Regions from separate parts of the Sus scrofa genome. Here region 1 is linked to region 2. Evidence: chromatin contacts called from public Hi-C data. All regions are on one chromosome and are shown on one strand. The core of a region is the stretch at or near the end of the contact, and the rest is flanking DNA. Distances in the headings are between cores, read along the strand shown. Region 1 holds the start of GPHA2 (glycoprotein hormone alpha-2). Region 2 holds the start of CDCA5 (sororin).

Region 1 (5,964 bases), core at 563-3,062, 140 kb after region 2:
TTTTTATACGACCTACCCCATCCCGATGTGCTCAGCGTTCGGCCTGATTCCATACATGCTGCTGAGACAGAGACCATTATTGTGTTTGGGTTATTCACATGATTTGCTTACCAAATTGTTTCCATTCTCCCTCTGAATCTAGGCTCTATCTTCAGAGTCTCTTTTGCAGAGTGTAGTTAGCAAATCCCTTTATCTCTGGAGGGCTCAGCCATCCCATTGCAGTTCTTCTTCATTTCCGCCTCCTGAGTACAATCTAACTTTGGTACCTTTTCAACTGCTGTTTCAGACTTGAGTTTTATTCAGTGGTCTCTCAGAGCAAAAATGCCCTAGCTATTGGAGCCCTGACGGGGCCTGGGAGAAGGGACGTGGGCCTCTCGAGTCTCAACCTGCTCTGCTCTCCTTCCTGCAGCTCTCTCTTCCCGTTTCGGTATTTCTTCAGAAAGAGCACCCAGTGAGACTTCTGAGTGCAGCGGCGGGAAGGGCTCTGTCTCTTGCAGTGACTCCCCCAGTCCACCCTCTGCTTATGACATTCCAGTCACGGGATCCGAGAGCCCCAACTCCCTGAGTCCTCCCGCGGGTTCGTCCAGTCATTTGCCTCTTCACAATGGAATGTTTTTTCCCAATTTAAAACACTAAGAAAAGAATGTAACTTTCTGAAATGCTCTAGTCTGAGAATTTTACTGCTCCATGGGCCAGTTAGGTCTTTCATCTCCAGCACTTAGATTCCTAATGACAATAAATTATTTATGAAGAGTTATTGACTAAATTTAGTGAGCTAGAAAGAGGGAAAGAGAGCAAACTCTTTCCTCAAGATATAGGGAAACGTCCATGCCTGAAACCTCCCCGGGGTCTCCCTGGTTACTGTCCACAGAACGCTTTGGGTGGGTGGGGTCTGAACCTGACCTCAAATCTTTTTTTTTTTTTTTTGTCTCTTTAGGGCCACACACACAGCATATGGAGGTTCCTAGGCTAGAGGTCCAATCAGAGCCATAGCCGCCATCCTACGCCACAGCCACAGCAACACCAGATCTGAGCCGCATCTGTGACCTACACCACAGCTCAAGGCAACTCCAGATCCTTAACCCACTGAGCGGGGCTAGCGATCGAACCTGCGTCCTCATGGATACAAGCCAGGTTCATTACCACTGAGCCACAATGGGAACTCCCTGACCTCAAATCTTAAACCCCCCTGGGGGGGGTTAGAGAACAAAGTCTTACAAGACTCAGTGTCCTAAGCCCTGCTGACGCTCAAGAAATCACGTCTCCTCCATTCACCCACTTTGACCCCAAAGCGCTGTCTCTTGGTAGATAAATGCTTCTCACTTACCCACCCCTTTGGCTTTTGGCAATAATGGAGATTAGTTTATTGGATTAACTGGAAGTCAGGGTAGGTTAGGGCCCTGGAGAAGACCAGGACATCCAATCTGTCTTCATGTAACCCAAGGGCTTATGTGGAACAGACAGACTAGATTTGTGTTGTGTGGCCACCACAGAGGGGCACAATAATATATGGGAATTGAGGGCACTCATTTGAGCTCAGAACAAAGGAAACACTTTTTTTTTTTTTTTTTTTGTCTTTTGTCTTTTTTGTTGTTGTTGTTGTTATTGTTGCTATTTCTTGGGCCGCTCCTGCGGCATATGGAGGTTCCCAGGCTAGGGGTTGAATCGGAGCTGTAGCCACCGGCCTACGCCAGAGCCACAGCAACGCGGGATCCGAGCCGCGTCTGCAACCTACACCACAGCTCACGGCAACGCCGGATCCTTAACCCACTGAGCAAGGGCAGGGATCGAACCCACAACCTCATGGTTCCTAGTCGGATTCGTTAACCACTGCGCCACGACGGGAACTCCCAGGAAACACTTTTTAACTGCAGAGATGTCCAGTATCTAATGGGCCACCTTGTAAGGTAATGAGCCTTTGTCACCGTGCCTAGTCTTTAAACAGAGCCGATTATCTGTCAGATGCTGAAAGTTTCCCCAATAAGTGGGAAAGCTGGGGCTAGATTGCTGAGGTCCCTCGGAGACCCCTTGTTCTGATGCCCTTCCCTTGGGTGGGGAGGGAAGAGCTGGGCTTGCTGAAGGGCCCGGGACCTGAGGGGAAGAGGGCTGAGGGGGAAGCATGGTGTGTGAGGACCAGAGGGCTAGGGACAGGTTGTGTCTGCAGCCCTTGCCCGGCTTTCCCAAACACAGCCTCCTTCCGAAGCTGTTGAAAGGCACAGCTCCAGAATCTAGAGAGCTGAATACCATTCGGACTGACGAACTTACAGTGAAGCCTTGGCCAAGTCAGTTTCCTTTCTGGTTCTTATTTTCTCCTCTGGAAAATGAAGGGGTAGGATTTGATGAGCTCTCAAGTGTCTTCCCGCCCTGGCAGCCTGTGTGGTTGGCTCCAGCACCCTGAGAAGGTCAGTGAGGCAGTGGCCCTAGGGCGTGTGGGCCAGAACCACCACCGGCGTCCTTGGATCTCCTCCCTGCCCCAGCCCCCGTGGCTCCTGCTGACCAGGGGTCTTCTTCTAATTTGCCCTGTTCTTGCCCCAAGTATAATTTAGCACCATGCATGAACAGTAAGAGATTGGCTTTTCAAATCTGCCCCCGGCATGAACTAGCTGTGTGACCTTTAGTCACTTTCCTTCTCTGAGCCTTAGTTGCCTCACCAGTAAAACCAGAGCCAGGGCTGGACTCAATGATCAGGTTTTCTGGGGTCGACAGCTTCGCGCTCTTCTAGGAGTCAAGTCCCTGTTATTCCAGGGATTAGCAGGAGCCCCACTCTGTAGCTGACCCCCAGGATGAGAAATCACCCACTCGACAGTGAAAATAAAGCTCTGAAACGGACTTGGGAACCCCCATTTTTCCCTGGCTCTGCCACCAAGCGTCTCAGGAGACCCCCACTATCACTTCTCCTGTCCATGCTCTCCTTTGCAGTGGGTGAGAGGCAATGGTGAGTTCAATAGTTTAAGGTTGGGCTGGCAAAGCCCTAAACAGAAATGTCCTGCCTAAAGTCACACAGCAGAGAACCCAGGTGGCCACAACACAGCCCAGTCCGGAGCCGTCTCGCCCCACCTGCACACACGCTGCCCTCTCCCGGCTCCTGGGCTTTCTCTACACCTCACTTCCCCAGCCCGGGGCGCAGGCTGCTTTCGGACAGGAGGGCAGCAGAATCCGTCCGCCCTCTGAGGACCACACCTCAGAGAAGAGCAGGATTTCCCAGGTGGTTTTGCTGTGAGGCTTCGGCAGAGGCAGGCCTGAAAGCCGATCTCCGAGAGGGCGTGGCTGCAGAATGCTGGCAAATAAAAACTGGGAGAGCCTCGCGGCTGGAGACCACAGGAGGCAAGAGGAGCCACTCCAGCCACTCAGTTCCTGGGCCTTGGAAGCGGTGAGCTCACTGAGGCAGGAAGAGCCCCGGTAGGGCCTGGGGACTGCAGATAAGGGTCCTGCAGACCAGCGTGGGGCAGATGGAGGGAGGCAGAGGTTTGTGCTCCAGATGGTGGAGGAAATTCCAGGGGAGCATCACCGCAGTGGGCTGATACACAAGTCACGTTGAGACAGCTGCTCACCCTCACACGCATCCGGAGAGACTCACTGGCAGACACGCACATGCACAAGCACACGCACCCAAAGGCAGATGCCAGGAAAAGACAGCCCTCTCTGCATGCCTTGCCCCGTCGGAGACCAGCCTAGCCCTGGCTCCGCCAACTTAAAGCCCTCGCCCTCCCCCCTGCTCACTCCTCTAGAGACATCTGTCTACCCACTGTGTTTCAGATGCCCATGGCCTCCCCCCAAACCCTGCTCCTCTGCCTGCTGGTCCTGGCAATCCCTGAAGGCCAGGGTCAGCAGGCAGCCATCCCAGGCTGCCACTTGCACCGTAAGTAACCCTGGGAGCAGACAGCTGGGTGGGAGCAAAGCTCTGATGGACTGGACCGAGGGGTGGGCGGCACCCTGGAGGACCCGGTGAGGCTCAGGCAACAGGAGCTGAGTGAGCCTTCGCAAAGGCACCATCTCCCGCCTGCCTTTCTCCTTCCAGCCTTCAACGTGACCGTGCGAAGTGACCGCCAAGGCACCTGCCAGGGCTCCCATGTGGCACAGGCCTGTGTGGGCCACTGTGAGTCCAGTGCCTTCCCATCCCGGTACTCCGTGCTGGTGGCCAGCGGCTATCGACACAACATCACCTCCGTCTCTCAGTGCTGCACCATCAGCAGCCTGAGGAAGGTGAGGGGGCCGAGCCCAGCCGGGGCCCACTTGGGAGGGGAGAGAGGAGATGGGGATGGGAGATGGCCCGCGGGAGGGGGCTGGAACAGACGCCGCCTCTCCCACAGGTGAAGGTGCAGCTGCACTGTGGGGGGGACCGGAGGGAGGAGCTGGAGATCTTCACGGCCAGGGCCTGCCAGTGCGACATGTGTCGCCTCTCACGCTACTAGCCCAGCCTCCCCCAGCCCTTCCCTTGGTCTGAGGGTTTAACGCTGGAGCACATCCTACAAGTCTCTTATATCCCGAGGACGTAATATATATCCTCCCTAAGGACGACAGCTCCAGCCCTGTTAGAAAATCCTGTGACTGTCCCCTCCTGGGAAGAGGGGGCTGTCTGTCTCTTCTCCACCTCCGCCTGTCTTTCTAACCAGTCCTTCATTTCACTTCCTTCCCTGTCCCTACCCCTAAATAAAACAAGCAGATCTCGAGTTTCTCTCTTTATTAAATCTACCCCCAGCCAGGGAAAGGGGAGACCGTGGATACTGTGACCCCCCCCTTGCCCCAGGACACGGGGAATCTTCTGCCTGTGCCCTCACCCCTCCCCCTGCCCAATAAATAAAAAGGGGACAAGGATGTACAGGGCAAGGGAAGGGAGGGAAGGAGGGTGCCCCAGGCCCAGGAGAATGTCTGTGTTGCAGGTGAGCTGGGGGAGAATAAATAGACCATGGATCCCATGGTGGGGTGAGGAAGGACCTCGCGCTGGCACAAGGCGGGGCAGGCAAGGGGCTGAGTCCCCTTGCCTTAGGCTGGGAGCAGGGGGTGGGAACCTGCCTGCAGTTCTGGAGCCCAGCTTTGTGGGGCAGAGGCAGATCCCCAATGGCAGCTTCCTGGTCAAGCTTGCCCTGGTCAAATCTTGCCAGGAGGGCCTGAGAGTTCTGTGGCCAGGACCACCATCTCTCCTCTCTCCCCCCAGCGGAAACTGCCCACATGGGGCCAGGCGAGCCCACTCAGGCAAGGCCAGGAGCAGCTTTGTATCTCTCTGGGCCCCTGCGCAGAAGGGAGGAGGGAGGGCTGATCGCGCTGGGGCTAGCTCCTCCCTCCCGGGGTCTCTAGCTCTGACCTCCACTGGTGGCCACCGGGGGTGTAGGCCGCTGGAGCGGGGCCTCTTTGGCCCCCTGGGTCCCCTGTAACCGGCGTAGCCGTAGCTCCTCCAGGCCTTGCCACAGCTCCTGACGTTCCCGAGCCTTCTGCTGCTCCCTGTGGAGAGAGGGTGAGTCAGTTCCCCCACGAGGGCCCCACCTACAGTCCAGCCTCCCTCACCACCACCCCACCTGCGAAGGAACGGCTGGGACCCTTCCACTCAGGGGAGGCAGCACTAAGGGCGGTCTGGTCCCACCCGGGGGTGTGGAGCCGCAGGACCCGCCGGGCCCTGAGGGCCCAGCTGAAGGGCAGGAAGCTCCACTCCTGGAAGGAGTGCCAGCAGGCCTAGTGGAGGCTGCAGCGCCGAGTCGCCTCGGATGGCCCCATGCTTGGCAGGAACCCAGGGAGCGACTTTAAACATCGGGTCAGAGGGGACGTGGGTGTCCGCTCAGGTTCCCTCCGACCATCAGGAACGGCTTCCTTTCTGCTCTTCTCCCCCCGCCCCAGGCCCAGCCCCCCAGCACTCACTGCTGCTTTTCCAGCTTGTAGGAGGCTGTGAGCTCATCAAACAGCTTCCCATTCATCTCCATGAAGGTCTTGAGCACGTTGTAGATCAGAGATACGATGGTTCTTGGCAGGGTC
Region 2 (5,867 bases), core at 310-2,809:
GGGGGGCAGCTGAGGGTCTTACACCATTCAGGTCAAGGTCAGGACTCATGCCTCTGCTGACTTCTTTTAGCTGACGTTACTGCAGGAAACTCAGTTCCTCTCTGTTTCATCTTAGACTCAGAAATGGCTCCCGAATGTCTGAAAGCCCCATGCGTTCAGCTCGCTTCTGGTACGGCTAGCTACTGCTTGCAGCCACAACTACACCCACAAGTTTGGCTGGCTCTCACTCAACCCTCGACATTGGCAGGGAAGAAATTAGGAGCTTTAATTTCTAGGGACAGACACTAAAGCCCAGAAAGGGAAAAGTGACTTGCCTGAGCTCAAAGCAAGTAACCTAGCTGGACCAGAATCTGGGGCTCCAGCCTCCCAGGCCTGAGTGTCTCACTGTGCTGTTGCTTAGGGAGGGCCTGTTAACTAGTCATGCTGGGCCTGTCCTGATCCCCCCAAGTTGCCCAGGCCTCACCATAACAGATGAGGCGGGTCGTCTCCCGGGTGGCCAGGGGTACGTTGCACAGGCGGCAATTGGGGTTGTAGTCGCTATCTTGGAGCCACTGCAGATAGGACTGGACGATGCACTGGAGTGGGAGAAAGAGATCACAACTGGAGCAAGGGCTCCACAGCCCATCTCCCCAAGGCCCAGATGCCTCTTTTTCTCTCATCACAGAAGAGCCCCATCCTTTCATTTGACCAATGGAAAGACACATATTGAACACATACTGTATGCCAGACTCTGTCTTAAGAACTAGGGATGTAACAGTGAACAAAATCAATTAAGCTCTTGCCCTCGTGGAGCTTCCACTCTAGGGCCAAGACCTTCATGGATTTGGAGGAAGTCAATACCAACTGCCTACCTTGTGCCCTGCACAGGCACTCCCTTGAACACCCACCTTGGCATGATTGGCTACCAGACAGTGCTCGCAGACGTTGACTCGGTGTTCGAAGCAGAACAGGTTGGTCACTTTCCTCTTGGGGCACTTGCAAAGCCCCATAGTCGACCCTGAGGAAGGGGGTCAGAAGTGGCAGGGGACCAGGTTCTGGGGGCCGCCACTACGCACTCACCAACTCAGTTCGTTTCCACTCTTAACCGCCTTCGACACCTCTTGTATTCGCCCCAACCCCACATTCCTGCCCACCGTCCCTCTTCACTCCGAGACACGCCCCCTGCATAAATCCCACCTCCGGAGACCCCCCCATTCCTCCCATATCCCACCCGCGGCCAGACCCCTCCGATACCACCGGCCCCGCCCCCAGGGGCCCCTCCTGAGCCCCACCCCCTCAAGCCCCGCCCCCACCTCCTCCACAGACCGTACTCTGTGTTACCAATCCGGGGCTGCACCGGTCCCCAGAGGCGCGAGCTCCGCTCCGAGCCGCAGAAGGTCAGACTGCGCTCAGCCGAGTTCTCGCTCAGCTTTCTCCAGCTCAGAACGCTCCGATTATCCCTCCGCTGCCACGTCTCTTCCGGGTGCGGCGCGTGCTGATGACGCCAGCGCGCCACTGGCCCCGCCCCTGCAGACGCTAGACGTGGAGGCGGGTGCAAACGGTGTAACCAGGGCTTATCGGTCCTCCCGCCCAACGTCACTTCCGCTTCCTCCCGAGCGAGGCGGGCAATTCGAACGTTTGCGCTTCGGGTTGGCGCGGGAGCGTGCGGCCGTGGCGTCGGCGGCGAAGATCGAGCCCAAGGCTAGACATGTCCGAGAGGCGAACGCGGTCCGGAGGGGCCGCCCAGAGCTCCGGTGAGCGGAGGGCGCGAGGGAGAGATGGGGCTGAGCCGTTTGAGGGACGCAGTTCCGTGAGGAAGGCCCTCCCGCCACCCTCACTGCCTTTGGAGGCTTGTTCCCCGCCCAGGAAGGTGTCCACAGAGGGCTTGTTTGGGAGACTCTCTCGCTCTCTCCAGAACCTGAGGACTCTAAACTCTAAGGTCTAGAGTCCTCCCCCGCCTCCTAAATTTTTCTCTTTCCAGGGCCCAGGACCCCAACTCCTACTCAGTCTCTAAGGAGGTCCCAGCGGAAATCAGGCTCTGATCTTCCAAGCACCTTCCCAGAAATCCGGCCTAAGGTGAGCCCGGGATTCCTCAGTCCTCCTGCTCCGGAGGCCCCTGGACGAATGCAGAGCTCATGTTCACCCCTCTTCCTCCAGGCACCCCAGGCGGCTCCAGTCCGAAAGCCCATCGTCTTGAAGAAGATCGTGGCCCATACTGTAGAGGTGAGGGCTGAGAGAGGGTTTGAGCACGGGGAGCCAGAATAGGGGGCCGGCTGTGTGATCACTTAATGTTGTCTCCACAGACTCCATCTGTTCCCACGCCTCGAAGAAGCCCCAGGGTAAGTTCGTTTTCATTTTCTTAGTTGAAGGCAACCCAGGACACTCGAGCTGGGGCGTAATGGCTGCTCACATCTGCCTGGGGAGCTGTTTTTGTTGTATTTTGAAATAATTTACCTTTGGATACCTGCATGTGTTGCCAGTTTGGCTCACTTCTTGCATACTTGCGGTGTCTAGCTATTGTTGCGCTGGTATTCTCTACCATTTTCCTTTAAAAGTTGAGCTGTGGTTTTTTTTTTTTTGTCTTTTTAGGGCTGCACCTGCGGCATATGGAGGTTCCCAGGCTAGGGATCTAGTTGGAGCTGTAGACACTGGCCTACACCAGAGCCACAGCAATGCGGTATCTGAGCCGCATCTGCGACCTACACCACAGCTCACGGCAACGCCAGATCCTTAACCCACTGAGCGAGGCCAGGGACCGAACCTGCAACCTCATGGTTCCTAGTTGGATTTGTTTCCGCTGCGCCACGACGGGAACTCCAAGAGTTGAACTGTTTTAATTACTTTTTCTAGTCTGTTGTCCTTAGTATAGTATAATGTCCTTAACTGTTTTAGCAGAAATCATAGTTAAGGAGTTTCAGTAACAAGATCTGTGCCTGAAGGTATCATAAATGAGAAATGGTAACTGTCTTTGAGTAGCTCACAAGGCTTACAGTCAAGTGGGGAGAAAGAAAAAAATAAGTGGGAACAGTGTGCTGAAGACTGCAAAAGAGAAAGGACTAGGAGCTATGAAGGTGCCTAACCCAGACCAGGCAGCTTGGGGTATGTTTCACAGAAGCGTTTAAACAGAGTCGATGAAAACAGGTTGGGGGCATCCCAGGCAAAGGAAGCTGTGCTTGCAGACATCCTGAGTCCACAAGGAAAAGCACGAGGTTCGGGGAGCGGTAGCTTGTTTGGTGCGTCTGCAGCCGACCTTGGCAGGGAGTGTGCTAAGCCAGAGCGGATCTTGATGAGGCATGAAAGCCTAGCTTTCCTAAGCTTGGTTGGGCTTCCTTCTTGGCTCTGTGGGCAGCTTTAGAGAGTCTTCAGCAAGGTAGTAACTGAGGCAAGCCTGGATGTTTTAGAAAGATCCCTCTTGGGTCTGGGTGGAGAACAGGTTGGAGGAAGCCTTCTGGGGACCTCAGGCCAGGTGGGAGGACTTGAATGGAATCCTGAAGTGAGGTAGTGGGAGCCTGAAGTAAGGGAAAGGCAGAGTGCTGCTTTGCCCCCGGCTTACCACACAGCCACCCCTGTCACACAGGACTCAGCTCAAAGGACAGCTCCTCCTGGAAGCCTTTTCCATGTGGTTCTCCATAGGCCTTGTTCATAGCTGAGAGTATATTATTTGCATGTTTGTTGTCTCGAGGGCAGACTTCTGCCTCCACTATGATAGCCACTCTTTCTTATTGGTCGAATAATAGATTCATGAAATTGAGCCCCCCAAAAAACTGCAAGGACGTGGATGACTGCTTAGCTGTAGGGATTGAGGAAGTAGTCAGTGACCCCTCATTTTGTTCAACATCCCTTTTACTTAGACTCATGGGGCAGATTCCCCAGAGCTTGTACCAGGAACTAACCCTCCCCCCTCTCTTAATCAGTTTACTTTTTATTTTATTGAAGGATAATTGATTTACAGGGTCATGGTAGTTTCAGGAACTGGCTTGATAACCAAATATAACTTTATTAGACCAAAAGTGTCACTGAATTTGTCTTTTTTCTCTCCTTGCCTTGGCCGTCAGGAAACTCAGTGCCACGTTTTGCATAAGTTAATTCAGTGAGCATTTATTGAACACCTGCTGCATGCAGGGCTCCGCTGAAGGCGCTAGACATGGGCACAGGCAAGGTTAAGGTCCAACAGGTGGAAAGCCCTGCTCATATGTGAAGCTCACAGTCTAATTGGGTGTGACAGTCAACCAGTGAACAGCGAAAATGAGATAGTGATGGACTATCTGAGTCCACAAGGAAAAGCACGAGGTTTGGGGAGCAGTGGCTTGTTTGGTGTGACTGCAGCCGACCTTGGCAGGGAGTGTGCTAAGCCAGAGCGGCCTCCAGGAAAGAGGCCATTGTGACGGAGGGTAACTGGCAGGGGTGAGGACGGCTGGTCTCCAGTCCATGGGGAGGGTGGCCTCCCTGAGGAAGCAGCATTTGAGCTGAGATCGGAATTACGAGGAGCCAATATGTGAGCCTCTTAATGCTCATGTCAGATTAGGCACTGTTCCCACCCTTCCCGTGGCTCCTTGGGTCCCGGAGCAAGAGGCTCCATGGGTCTCCCCTTACTGTGGCCACAGAGCGCCTCCGACGCCACCATTACCACCTGAGCTGCATCTTCGGGTCCTCTCTTCACTTCTCCCTTGGGCCACGCTGGCCTTGTTCCTTGACCCCGATTGGCACACTCTCACCCCAGGACTTTTCTGTTCTCCCTGCCTCCCTCCCAGTTAAATTACTCCCTCAGCTCTTCAAGTCATACCTCACGTGCTACCCGAGTGAGGCCTCCGCTGCCCTGCACCTACCCGAGTTCCAGCCCACTCCCGGGGCACCCTCCCCTCCTCTCTCTCTTCCCAAGGTGCTTAATGCCTCTGATGGACGATATGACTCTCCCGGTTACCTATTTCCCCCGCTAGAGTGGAAGCTCCATGGAGCCAGGTTTTCTCTGTTTTGCTCCCTTCTGGCTCCCAGTGCCCAGAACGGTGCCTGGCAGGTGACCATTAAGAACTTATTGGCTGGGTGGACATTTTAGGAAAATCATCACCAGCTGTGAGACAAACGGATCAGAGTGGGCAGGGCGGCGAGGAGGGTGTTGAGCCGGAGGGACAGGGACCGGGGCACCCGTCACAGGTGGGTAGATTGCAGTCATGTTTTAGAGCCAGAGCCGGCGGCTCCAAGGGGTGGTGGCCGGTCCTCTTGGGGCACGAAAGTGGACTCAGGAACAGTGACCGGCTGGTCTCTTCCCCATCCCACATCTGTCTCTGGTCTGATGTATTTCCTGACCCATCTCCACTTTTCTTTTTTTTTTTTTTTTGCCTTTTCTAGGGCTGCACCCGCGGCACATGGAGGTTCCCAGGCTAGGTGTCTAATCAGAGCTGTAGCCACCAGCCAGAGCCACAGCAACGCGGGATTCGAGCCACGTCTGCGACCTACACCACAGCTCATGGCAATGCTGGATCCTTAACCCACTGAACGAGGCCGGGGATCGAACCCACAACCTCATGGTTCCCAGTCAGATTTACCCGCAACCTCATGGTTCCTAGTCGGATTCGTTAACCACTGAGCCACGACGGGAATTCCCTCCACTTTTCCATTCTAAAGTGCCCCCGGGTCGGTCTTTCCGCCCTAAATCAGGCCTTTCTCGAAGTAGAACAACTAACAGGGAGGCGTTCTCTCCTGTCCTGGTACAGATCGCGTTTTTCTTGGAGAAAGAAAACAACCCTCCTAGCAAGGAGCCTACTAGGGAGGACCTCTTCCAGACACGCAGTGTCCCTGTCACTCCCACCCCCACTCCTGTGCTGTGTTCCCTGAACGTTGAGTCCAATTCAGGGGAAGGAGACCTGGACGCCAGAGACTTGGAAATGTCA

What was found. Hi-C and Micro-C count contacts between places; a contact is called where the count stands out from the background.
Region 1: a Hi-C map of epiblast stem cells shows a contact between it and region 2, with 2.8 times the contacts expected there. The contact joins the promoter of GPHA2 here to the promoter of CDCA5 in region 2. A contact is called at or near these places in 2 of 47 Hi-C or Micro-C datasets (epiblast stem cells and liver) and 1 of 2 datasets of contacts at active chromatin or transcription factors (skeletal muscle).

What each region holds. Positions count from the first base shown.
Region 1 is chr2:7,243,475-7,249,438 of Sscrofa11.1, forward strand. It overlaps GPHA2 (glycoprotein hormone alpha-2), which reads left to right and starts at 1,813. Exons shown (of 4, transcript XM_003122551.4): 1 at 1,813-3,370; 2 at 3,757-3,859; 3 at 4,019-4,203; 4 at 4,311-4,794. The coding sequence starts at 3,275. The coding sequence ends at 4,412. MAJIN (membrane-anchored junction protein) reads left to right here. Exons shown (of 11, transcript XM_005660723.3): 11 at 410-926. The coding sequence ends at 455. It overlaps PPP2R5B (serine/threonine-protein phosphatase 2A 56 kDa regulatory subunit beta isoform), which reads right to left. Exons shown (of 14, transcript XM_005660724.3): 13 at 5,851-5,952; 14 at 4,667-5,439. The coding sequence ends at 5,292.
Region 2 is chr2:7,102,089-7,107,955 of Sscrofa11.1, forward strand. CDCA5 (sororin) reads left to right here and starts at 1,560. Exons shown (of 6, transcript XM_003122566.5): 1 at 1,560-1,733; 2 at 1,961-2,055; 3 at 2,137-2,202; 4 at 2,283-2,318; 5 at 5,691-5,867. The coding sequence starts at 1,688. It overlaps ZFPL1 (zinc finger protein-like 1), which reads right to left and starts at 1,493. Exons shown (of 8, transcript XM_021082868.1): 1 at 1,311-1,493; 2 at 888-997; 3 at 464-575. The coding sequence starts at 989.